Regions from separate parts of the Mus musculus genome. Here regions 1 and 3 are each linked to region 2. Evidence: chromatin contacts called from public Hi-C data. All regions are on one chromosome and are shown on one strand. The core of a region is the stretch at or near the end of the contact, and the rest is flanking DNA. Distances in the headings are between cores, read along the strand shown.

Region 1 (3,213 bases), core at 386-2,885, 130 kb before region 2:
AAGTTAAACTTTGTCAGGAAGCTCCAAGAGCACTCTGTGAGTGTGGGTCTCAAAGTACCCAAGCTGGTAGAAGAACTCGGGCTTTGAGCCAACCAAAATCGTCCACTTGGCTATTTCAAGTCTTTTCCCCTTCTTCAGTACAGTGATGAGTGGCACCCGGATAAAGTTTTTGTTTACCAAAAGTTCCTCCCAGAATAGAAACTGCCCACAATATTTTTCTTGTGGAGGACATTTAGCGGGCCATGGTGTTCAGAGCTGATGCTTTCTGCTGTACAAAGCAGAGCTGGGTGTCACCTCTGGACTCTGCCAGAGGAGGCAAGGACCTTGTTCCTAACCAACCTTGGGACTCTCAGATCTCTGGAATGTTTCAGTACTGCCTGGTCTAAGTGAGTGTTTTGTTTGGTTGATTTTGTAACTTAAAGCTTGGGCAAGCTGTTCAGCTTCTTTTCTCCCTGCTAGCAGAAGCCAGCAAAAAGAAAATTATGACAGGGTCCCATGGGTGAGGATAGAATTTCCAACAAGCTAGTCTTTTAGGAGGGTGACCCATCTAGAGATGACAAATGGTCAGTCCCAAAGGCAGCAGCTGGCCTCACTGTAAATCCAGGTTCAGGGTCCTTTAAAGCATACACCTGTTGCAAGGGAGTCCCTGTCACAAGCCTGCAGCTGTGGGTGCCGTTTGCAGCCCGCTTATGTCAACACGCACCATGGGGCTGGTCAACGGGTGGCGTGAGGATCTGATGATGGATGCATTTTATGACAGCGCCTGTTGCCCGGCAGAAAAACACCCCGTATGATTTAATAGGACCACAGCAAATCCTAACAGCAAAACATTCATCTGGCGAAGGCTGCAGACTCTTACACAGCTCTTGCCAGGTTTCTATGGTGATGATGTTCATTGTAAGCACAGAACAAGCACCGATTCACAGTGTCCAGCAGAGGCTACAGTCTCCTCCACCCTCCTGCTTGCTTGCTGCAGGCAGCCGTGGCTTCCATGCTAAACGTGCACCCTGGAGTAAAATCAAGTCCCCTTGCACTCTCCGTCCCCCCAGAGAGGAGTGGAGCGTGCAGACACAAAGCAAACAGAGATGCTAGCAGGGTGTTGGGATGCACCAAATAAATGGTAACACCAATCTGTTCAGCTGATCACTGTTTTTATTCTTGCCCTCTTTATTAACATGGCTGAGGAAGCATACCACAGCTCATGGGTGGAGATCACAGGACAACCTCTGCTGGTCCTATTAAACCATACAGGGACTTTTTGCCTGAGACACTCTTACTGTCCCCTACTGCACACTCCAAGGCTAGCTGACCCTCACGCTTCTGTGGCTCCTTGTCTTAGCCTCCCATCTCACTGTAAGAATGCTGGGCTTACAGATGTGTCTGCTACTGCATCTGGCCCCTCTGATGCACCTTCAAGTTTAAAAACGTTAGCATTTTTGTGGACGGGGGTGGGGGTGGCTAGGTAAATTTCCAGATGAAGAGTTGTATTGAGGAATTTGTTCTCTGAGGGAATTTCAGAGCCATCTCTATGTACATTGTGATCCAATCTGGGACAATCTTGCAAACAGGGACAGCAAATCCCTGCCAAGATCTGGTGTGTGATCATTCAGGTCTCATCTGCTGCTTGCAAAATCCTGGGAAACTGGCCTGTTTGTCTGGAAGAACCAAGTGCTGTGCCAGCAGCAGACCCTGGCTCACAGCTCTGTTCAATACTGTTTGACATCCCTGCAACGTGATGGGTTCTCAGCTCTGCCACCAGGACTTCCAGTATGCGAGAGCCACTATGGATTCTTCTCTGTCACAGATGTGTCTTGTATAGCTGACAGGTCATCCCCAGCCTCTGAAACATCCCTGTTCTCATCACCATCATGATCTTATTAATAATAATACTAAAAGACCCTCCCCCACATACACACTTTTAAAAAAATGAAGTTCCTCTCTCTCCCTTATGCATCTTTAGCTCATCTAGGAAAAATGAATTTTAAACTGTTTGTAAGTCTATGTGGTTTACTTTGGCAGAGCTGTGGCTCAGAGCAGAACTGGGCAAGTCCCCCTGGGAAGACAATCAGCCAGGCTGCTGAGGGAAACAGGGATCTGCACCAGGCAGGAACATTTCTAGGCAAAGGGACTCTTGGACAGGACAATGTTTGATCTCAGAAGGTCAGCCCTCATACGCACAGGCAGAGGGCAGGCTGACGTCGCTCCCAGGTTTGAGCAAGGCCCTTCCAGGAAGCTGATTTGTTATTTTGGGCAGGGACAACGGAGGTTGATGTGTGTTGGGGGTAAGGTTTCCTACTGTGGGGTTCTGACAGTTCCTGATATTTTCATAAACAAGTCTTCAAATGTTGACCAACAGCAGCATGAAGAGTGGATTTCAACGCCATCGTGTCTGGAGGGATACGGAGTTGGGCAGAAGGCCGTCGCCACGCTGTGGCAATCTCTGCCCTTCTCTTGCATGTAGAATAAAGTGGAAAGACGGAGGGCAGGTCCTGGCTAACGTGTCCCTCCTCAGCTGCTCTCATGTGGCCCACAACCACAAACCAAGGAAGAAATCGCTTGTCAGTGTAAAAAAGAAACTTAAGAGTCATCCTTCATCCCTCGTTCCTTTTACAAAACTCTTTATGTAAAGTGACCAGAGACAATAAATAGGTACAATTCCCAGAACAAGAGAGCCAGGGGACCAGGCAGGGAGGGGACGGTCCACAGTCTCCAAAAGCCAGTTACGTCCTCTTACTTTCCAAAAGCCAAACCAGGCAGAACAAATATCAACTGAAATTGTGAAATAGGAGGAACATAATCACCCCCAGATCTGTAGACACAGTAAACCAGGCTCCCACCAAAGAATGTTTTAAAAACAAGCTTGGAAGGACTGGGACTTACTAAAACAGCTAGGAGATAGTTTGCTTCATCCCTCAAAACAAAACAAAATACCAACAATCACAACAACAACAACAACAACAACAACAATGACAACAACATAACCCTGCAAACCTCAGAAGAGCCCCCAAGATGTTGGCAGTGCAAACATGGCTCCTTATAATGGAGCCAGCAGGGTGAGGGAGTGTTTTCCTTCTCAAAGATTACACAGGAATTAAAGAGTTCCACTTTTGTGTTCTGGGCTTAGGGGCTGGAATTCTGTCACTGTCCTCTGACCCCAATGTGCCAGCCAAAGTTCCTCCCGTGGAGACTTGACACCAGGCTATGACCTTTCTG
Region 2 (3,481 bases), core at 429-2,928:
TGGCCTTCACAAAGCCATGTCTTCCTAAGTGCTAGGGCAGGGGCAAACAGCAGCAAGCCCTGCCTTCCTCTTTCCCCAAAAGTAGTCCATAAAGAGATAAGGCAAAGCAAAGGTGGGTGAAGAAGTTCTGGGGCCGAGAAGGGCAGCCCACACAGGAAGGCAGCTCTGCAGGAAGAAAGGAGACTCTAGTAGGTACGGTCATCTCCGTGATGAACTGAGAAACAAGTAATACAAGTTCCTGGCCCTAAACACCAGCAACTCACAGAAGCCTCTGGGACATCTCTGTGTATTTATTATCAATATGAACCTTTTGAACCTTGACAGACTCAAAGTAAGTCTACAAGAGCTATTTTAAAGGACACACTATGTGACCGCAACCCCTCATACAAGGTGTGTCTTCTTAGTCAGGATCCCACGACATCTGGGTCAACGAAGAACATGCCAAGGACCTAGGGAGACGGCTCAGTCAGTAAAGTCCCTACCTCACAAGCGTAAGGCTCTGGGTTTGGTGCTCAGATGCTATGTAGAAAGCAGGGCTTGGTGGTCCATGCCTATAATCCCACCACCAAGAAGGCTGAGACAGATGAGTCCCTGAGGTTCGCTGAACAACCAGATTAGCCTAACAGGGAAGTTCCAGGTCTATCAGAGATCCCTGGGAGACGGAAAGGGAAGCGCTGGCATCTAGTCCTCAAAAGTGGAGGAATGACACCCAAGGTTGACCTCTAGCCTCTGTGTGTACTCATGCATGTGTGTACACACATGCACACAAACACACACACACACACACACACCAGAGAGGCGTTGGCTTCATGGGCATTCAGCAAAGGATTTATGCTTTAAAGGTGCCTCTGTTTCAGATGCCAGTTTGGAACTCAGGGCTCCTCAGGCCACCTGCACTTGTGACAAGCTGACTGCAAGGTCAAGTTCTTACACTGTCCCCAGCCTGGTCATGACACAAAATGCAGGGAGCACCGTGCAACCCTCATAGTCTGTCATGCAGGGCACAACCCAAATGAAGTCTCAGAGTCTCAGAGCGTGTTGCAGGAAATATTAAAGAAAAGAACCTGCCAACTCTCTGGGGCTGGCCCCCACACCAGATGATCACACTCGGTCGCACTTGCATGGTCTCTTGGCCCACCAACTCTCTGGCCCTGCAAGGTCACAGGGCTTCTGCCAGGCCAGTTCTAGGATGGGTGTGTGTGTGTGTGTGTGTGCATGTTCCTCTCGCTTCCATGCATTGCCCCACACACCCCTGGTTAGCCATCTCAATACCTAATTACCCAGTAGATTTAAGACTCTTAAGCTTATAGTTAAACAATTAGATTTATGTACTAATAATATCACATTTTACAAGATACCAATACAATAATTTCAGAGCCAGTTGGTAATGCTAAAACTTGTAACTCAATTATTCTAACCTTTAGATAACACCATGTCAGCCTCCATTCTCATTCTTCTCCCTCCTCCCTCCTGGGACCTCTCTCTCTGTCTCCCCAACTTCTAGCTCCACCTCCCTTTTCCTGTCCAATCACAGGCCTGCCACCGCCCTAATGTGATTGGACAGAGAAAACCCTGCAACAAGAAAGTCTCAAATATGAACCCTCTGGGCCACTGGGATTTGTCACCTTCCTAGGTGACCAACCCAGGAAGCTAACCTAAGTGCCCTATGTCCAATTTCCCCTGGAATCTCACATGAACCCATAGTTAACTGGATCAATGGCTGTGTTGAACACATCTCTACCCACCCCACCCCCTTCTATCCTCTTGCATAATCCCCAAGGGCAGACTGAGAACCTCAATGTTCTAACTTTCAACCACCATGTTGAAAACATTCTGGCATGTCTGTTCCTTTTCTTCTCATCAGAAGCTGACCCTGCCACCGTGTTTGCGAGCCTCCAGAACCACGAGCCAATATCAGCCTTTTCACTTACAAATTACCCAACCTGGAGCATTGTTTTACAGCACCGGAACACTAAGTGACGAATAGGGAATCTACAGTTGTTCAGTTCTGATCACACACACACACACACACACATTCATAGAGACCTAATGGGAACTGAGCTGAAGGTGTAGCTTTGTGCTAGATGAGAATTCTAATCCTTTCAATAACTCATATCGAAACAGAAACTCAGATCAGCCAAACGTCTCTGGCCCTTACTTATCCATCAAATGTACTTAGGAATGTGTCACTTGGAGGTTGGTGGCACAGAGGTTACGACCTTCAGGATGGGTCAGTGACATTCTGCAGGTTCGTTGCTCAGTCTCCTCTGGGCACAACTTTTTTTTCCTGATGCAAACTGGGCACAAGTTTAAGGGAGCATTGACTCAGAAGCCAGTGACAGGCGCCTTTCCCCAGGGACCTGACCCCTTTGGAGCTTCCCATGCTCACCTCGTGCCCCCCAAACCATGATGCAATCATGGGAAACAGAGCCCTTTGCCAGTCACACAAAGGCCCCTGCTGCCAGCACCCGGTCACTGAAGCCACAGGATCTGGTTTTCCAAGAAGAGGCCAGCCAGGCAGCAGGGGCAAACACTGGGAATGGAAACAGGCAGGAGCTTGTCGGTGTTTTCACACAGGAGAGACGAGGCTGCAAGGCTTGGGGTGCCAAGCTAAACAGACACACAGGCAACCTGCTCCTGCACGCCCCCCAACACTTCAGCCCCGCCCAGGGGAGAGAGAAGAGGAACAAAATTTCCATCATTCCCTTAGCCTTGGTTCAACTTGAAGCCTCATCTGCAGAGGCATCTCAGGACAGCACAGCCTCGGGGCAAGGGAGATGTCAGACAGGGCTCCAGTGGAAGAGTGGAGAAGGGAGAAAGCGAGCGTTAATCCGCTAAGAAGCAGGGTAGTCACATCCCCACTCTCCTCTCCTAGGATCATCTTTTCCAAAACTTGGAAACAATGTAATGCAAACCCTGGGGTTGCTACTGCTGCAGAGGTCTGTGTTTGATTTCCACCACTTCCCTAAGGCAACATCAAAGCGCTGACACTGACCTTGCTATTCCCCCCAGGATAGGGTGAGCCACACACACAGTTCAGGCACACAGCCAGAGGCGATTGAAAACAGCATCTTGCCGTCTACTCCTGCCTGCCCCTTCATTCTGTGCTCCTAGAGACTCTGTCCCCCGAAGGGCATCCAGGACACTCTTCCGGCCTCACAAGTGTACCCCTCCTGCAGTCCCGGCTCTCTGGGAGCAAAGCGGCTTCGTGACAGATTGAAAGCGGCACATGAAACAGACCCTTCAAAGGGAGAGGGTGTCTCTAACGAGCTTTTGAAAGACGCAAGGCCTCACCCCACAGAAAGAAGCATGCAGTGGCCACCCAGGCTCTGCAGACGGGCTCTGCACTTAGAGCCATGTTCCCTGGGTTGCTGGTTTGTGGCAGGAGTTCTCAGAAGGCTGTCCATCTACCCACTATCCCAGTTCGAGTCCGCAGCAGGCAGGAACGGTTGCTATAGGAACTGGGTACACCTTGGTGCCA
Region 3 (3,562 bases), core at 71-2,570, 160 kb before region 2:
AACTCATTTCCTCAGCAGAACTCCCAGTCCTTGATGTTAGCTTTTCGATTGTTTTCTAGATCACATGTTGAGCTCAGCCCACTAATGTGTCAGTCAAGAGAATAAAAGTAACTGTGTCACTTACTGGTCCATGAGTGTCACTTACTGGTTCAGTAGGCCAATGAGTTACCTATGCAGAAATGGAGCCCATACCTTAGTCCTGTGTCAGAACGTCAAGCTGAGCACTGACTGCTGCAATTACCATCTTACATGGAGTGACGATGACCTGGCTGTACTAGTTTCTTCTAGAGAAGACGCTTCACACACTGTGCTTAGAAAAGAAAGGGGTGAGATCTTGGCTTGCCATCCTCCATCTGGAAAATTCCTGTCGCCAGGAGAGTCATCTCTGAACAGTGGAAAGTTTATGTAACATGTAGAAACATGAAACAATTGATTGATACCTAGAAAGAGGACTGTCAAGAGCTGGTCTCAGAGACATGTGAAATGGGGTCACCTGTGATTCTGGGTGGGGAGTGATGCTCTCACTACAGTTCATGGGCTAAGTGGGTTCTGCTCTCTCAAGTGGGCATGTGAACCCCTGAGGTCACGTGTGCTTGGGGAGCTGGTAAGTGCTACTTTCCTGGCAAGACTTGTTGTCTTAGCAAAGGGCAAGGATGGCAAAGCAACCTTAATGGATTGCACATTTCTGGGTTGAGTTGGAAGTTCTTGATCCCTTTCCTACCCTTGGGCCAGGAGCACACCCAGAAGCTGTTTGGGCAGGCTATACTGTCACTGATACGATTTCAAGTGAGAGAACACTGAGGGGAGCGGCAACACCCTAACCCTAGCCCTAGCCCTAGCCCTAGCCCTAGCCCTAGCCCTAGCCCTAGCCCTAGCCCTCACCCTAGCCCTCGCCCTAGCCTTAACCCTAACCCAGAGTGTGTCGCTTACCCAAGAGCAAGGCAGTCACAGATGATGCTGTGGGAGATAGAATCCAAATCTAAGCCCCTCTGAGAAAGGCTATGGGCATCCTTCTCTCCACTCTTTGTCTTGACCTCTTCCTAGAACCCCTGCTTCTGGAGGAGCACCTACCCAGGATACCGAAGGAAGCATTTTCTTCTTGGATCTCACTCAGCTCCTCACTGGAATAGAAGAAGGTGACAAAAGCATTTAGGTCTCACCTACCCAAAGCAGGATCTTCTAGATTCTGTCAGGTGATGTGGTTAGAAGAGGAAAGTATTGCAAAGCAGGTCTCCAGATGGGACCTTTTTCTTCTAGTCCTGCAATGCCCGAGCATGCGTAGACAGACTCATTGCACAACCTCTCACCAGGACACCTTGTTCCAAAGACATTGTGGCTGGACACAGGAGATTGACAATTGACGTGATCCAAAGGTTGTCACATGACTCTAAACACCGAAACAAAACAGAAATGTAATCTTTCAAGTTCATATAAACCCAGAGGGAATTGAAATACATGGAACTGGGGCTGCCAGTGTCTGTCATGGTTTTACTGTGTGAAACTCCAGCAGCCTTTCTGAGCACAGACCATGCCCCTTGGGTCACATGCAGGGTTCTTACTCCTCCAAATCAGTACCCAGGAGGAGCAGGGAAGGAGAGTCTCCCACAAGAGAAGAAATAGTCACGAGTAAGAGGAATCAGACAGCGTATACAAGATCGAGCTAGTCAAAATCCCAACATGGTTGGGTCCTAAAGCCCAGCACTATTGGAGAAGTGATTGACAGCCAATTGCTGCCAAGAGAGAGAGACAATCCCTCTCCTTTGGGGACATCACTAACTGGACTTGAGGGATTAATACCAATAAAACCAAACAATATGAAAAGGGCATGAAATTAGGAGAGATTTCGGGTGGGACCCTAAGGGGAATTGGAGAGAGAGAATGGGTAGATGAGATCAATATACATCGTGTAAATGTATGGAACTACCAGATGATAGAATATTATTGAAGAGAAGAGAAGTGTAGATTTAACAAGACCATAGCTATTCTGCTTAAGAACAAATATAAAGGACGAGAGGTAGGTAATACAATCAGAAGCCATCAAGCCGGGACTAAACTTTGAGCCTGCAGATGGGGCCATTGCAAGCTTTGCTATTATCATAGGTCACAAATAGGATGAGCATACGCAGCCTTTTCTGTATACATCTGCTCGGGCTATGGACTACATGATATAAGTAGTGGACATTTAGTTCTCAGTTTTAGAGACTGGGAAGTCCAAGATCAAGATACCTGGGAAGGAGAGGCCCTACTATGATGGCATGACATCTTCTATGTGGATCTGTGGATCTGTGGAGGAGGTGGGGGCCAGCTCAGTGCTACCTCAGTATCTCTTGTAAGGACATCATTTTTGTTGTACCAGGGACCTGCTTTATGACCTCATGTAGTGACTCCCATAGAGGGTTTGTTTCTAAACACAATTGCATTGAGAGTTAGGGCTTTGATACAGGAGATTGCAGGTGTTGGGGCATTCGGCCTACAACCCTGTGGTGTGGGAAATAAATTCCTTACTCCGTAACAAATTAAAGAAGGCAACCCCATTTTTAACATGCCACCCTGTAGCGAGGGAAACCAGCAAAGAAGAAAGAAGCACAAAGGGCTGGCTAACTTTTGGGCACAAGTCAGTGGTTTTTAAAGTCACTGGCCATGAGAAACATAGCCTTCTGTTTTCTACAGGTTGGGATTCTAGAGATGAGATATCCTGGGACTTGAGATTTTCCCCTGATCACGGGCTCAATCACATAGGAGACTGCCTATAACTTCTCAACTCTCAGAGTTCTGAGACACACAGATGTCAGATACCAGCTAGGGCAGAGAGGGGTCTTGTACCTCCTGCTTATCTCTGACTCTGTAGTAAACTTTGAGTGCACCCCCACCCTGAAAATGGGCCATAATGATTTCTTTCTTTCAGAAGTTGTGACTAGTAGCATCACTCTCAGATTACCTAATAACGGCCATCTTTAGTCATGTGCTGATACCTCATAACTTATTTCTACACATCAAGGCCAACGAGGCAGGCATCATTTAAGAAAATTTGTCCTGCTGGGTAGTGGTGGTGCATACCTTTAATCCCAGTATTTGGTAGGAAGAGGCAGGGGGATCTATGAGTTCAAGGCCAGCCTGGTGTACAGAGTGATTTCCAGGACAACCAGAACTATATAGAGAAACATTGTATTGAAACAAAAACAAACAAAAAATAAGTAAAAGAGTAATTTGTTGTATTATATAAAGTCTTAGGCTAGAATGGTATTCTGCAAGGACTACCAATTTAGTCTGATGAAGTTGCCAGCTGTTTTTGCTAGGGCTATGGTTTTTTTTTATAGTCACTGTAACTGGGAACTCCCAGAGAAGGCAGGATGGGAACCTAAACATGTCTTCAAGTCCTTATGCCTGCCTGCTTGAAAAGATCTCCATATTGCCTTTTGCTCTTTCCATCAAAGTTACCAAGGCTCTGTGTGTGTGTGTGTATGTGTGTGTATGTGTGTGTTGTATGTGTGTGTATGTGTGTATGTATATGTGTGTATGTGTGTGTGTGTATGTGTGTGTATGTACGTGTGTGTATATATGT

The links. A called contact is a pair of places that touch in the nucleus more often than the background predicts.
Region 1: a Hi-C map of liver shows a contact between it and region 2, with 4 times the contacts expected there. The contact joins two enhancer-like sites. A contact is called at or near these places in 2 of 39 promoter capture datasets (both in liver), 12 of 484 Hi-C or Micro-C datasets (the C2C12 cell line, bone marrow-derived macrophages, liver and 2 more) and 8 of 115 datasets of contacts at active chromatin or transcription factors (effector CD8 T cells, hepatocytes, large pre-B cells and 4 more).
Region 3: a contact with region 2 is called in a Hi-C map of liver, with 2.5 times the contacts expected there. The contact joins two enhancer-like sites. A contact is called at or near these places in 9 of 484 Hi-C or Micro-C datasets (the N1E-115 cell line, bone marrow-derived macrophages, cerebellar granule neurons and 4 more), 4 of 115 datasets of contacts at active chromatin or transcription factors (embryonic stem cells and pancreatic cancer cells) and 1 of 9 other capture datasets (embryonic stem cells).

The regions. Positions count from the first base shown.
Region 1 is chr13:52,152,728-52,155,940 of GRCm38.p6, reverse strand. No RefSeq gene overlaps it. Among named protein-coding and RNA genes, the nearest start is that of 4921525O09Rik, 58 kb to the right of the region's middle. Within about 2 kb of position 1,635, at least 98 of the 459 cell types and tissues checked have an H3K27ac peak or open chromatin away from gene starts, as enhancers often do. A contact at or near this core is called in hepatocytes and liver, where this site is marked.
Region 2 is chr13:52,020,973-52,024,453 of GRCm38.p6, reverse strand. No RefSeq gene overlaps it. Among named protein-coding and RNA genes, the nearest start is that of Gm40948, 61 kb to the left of the region's middle. Within about 2 kb of position 1,678, at least 16 of the 459 cell types and tissues checked have an H3K27ac peak or open chromatin away from gene starts, as enhancers often do. A contact at or near this core is called in hepatocytes and liver, where this site is marked.
Region 3 is chr13:52,177,924-52,181,485 of GRCm38.p6, reverse strand. No RefSeq gene overlaps it. Among named protein-coding and RNA genes, the nearest start is that of Gm33041, 43 kb to the left of the region's middle. Within about 2 kb of position 1,320, at least 10 of the 459 cell types and tissues checked have an H3K27ac peak or open chromatin away from gene starts, as enhancers often do. A contact at or near this core is called in liver, where this site is marked.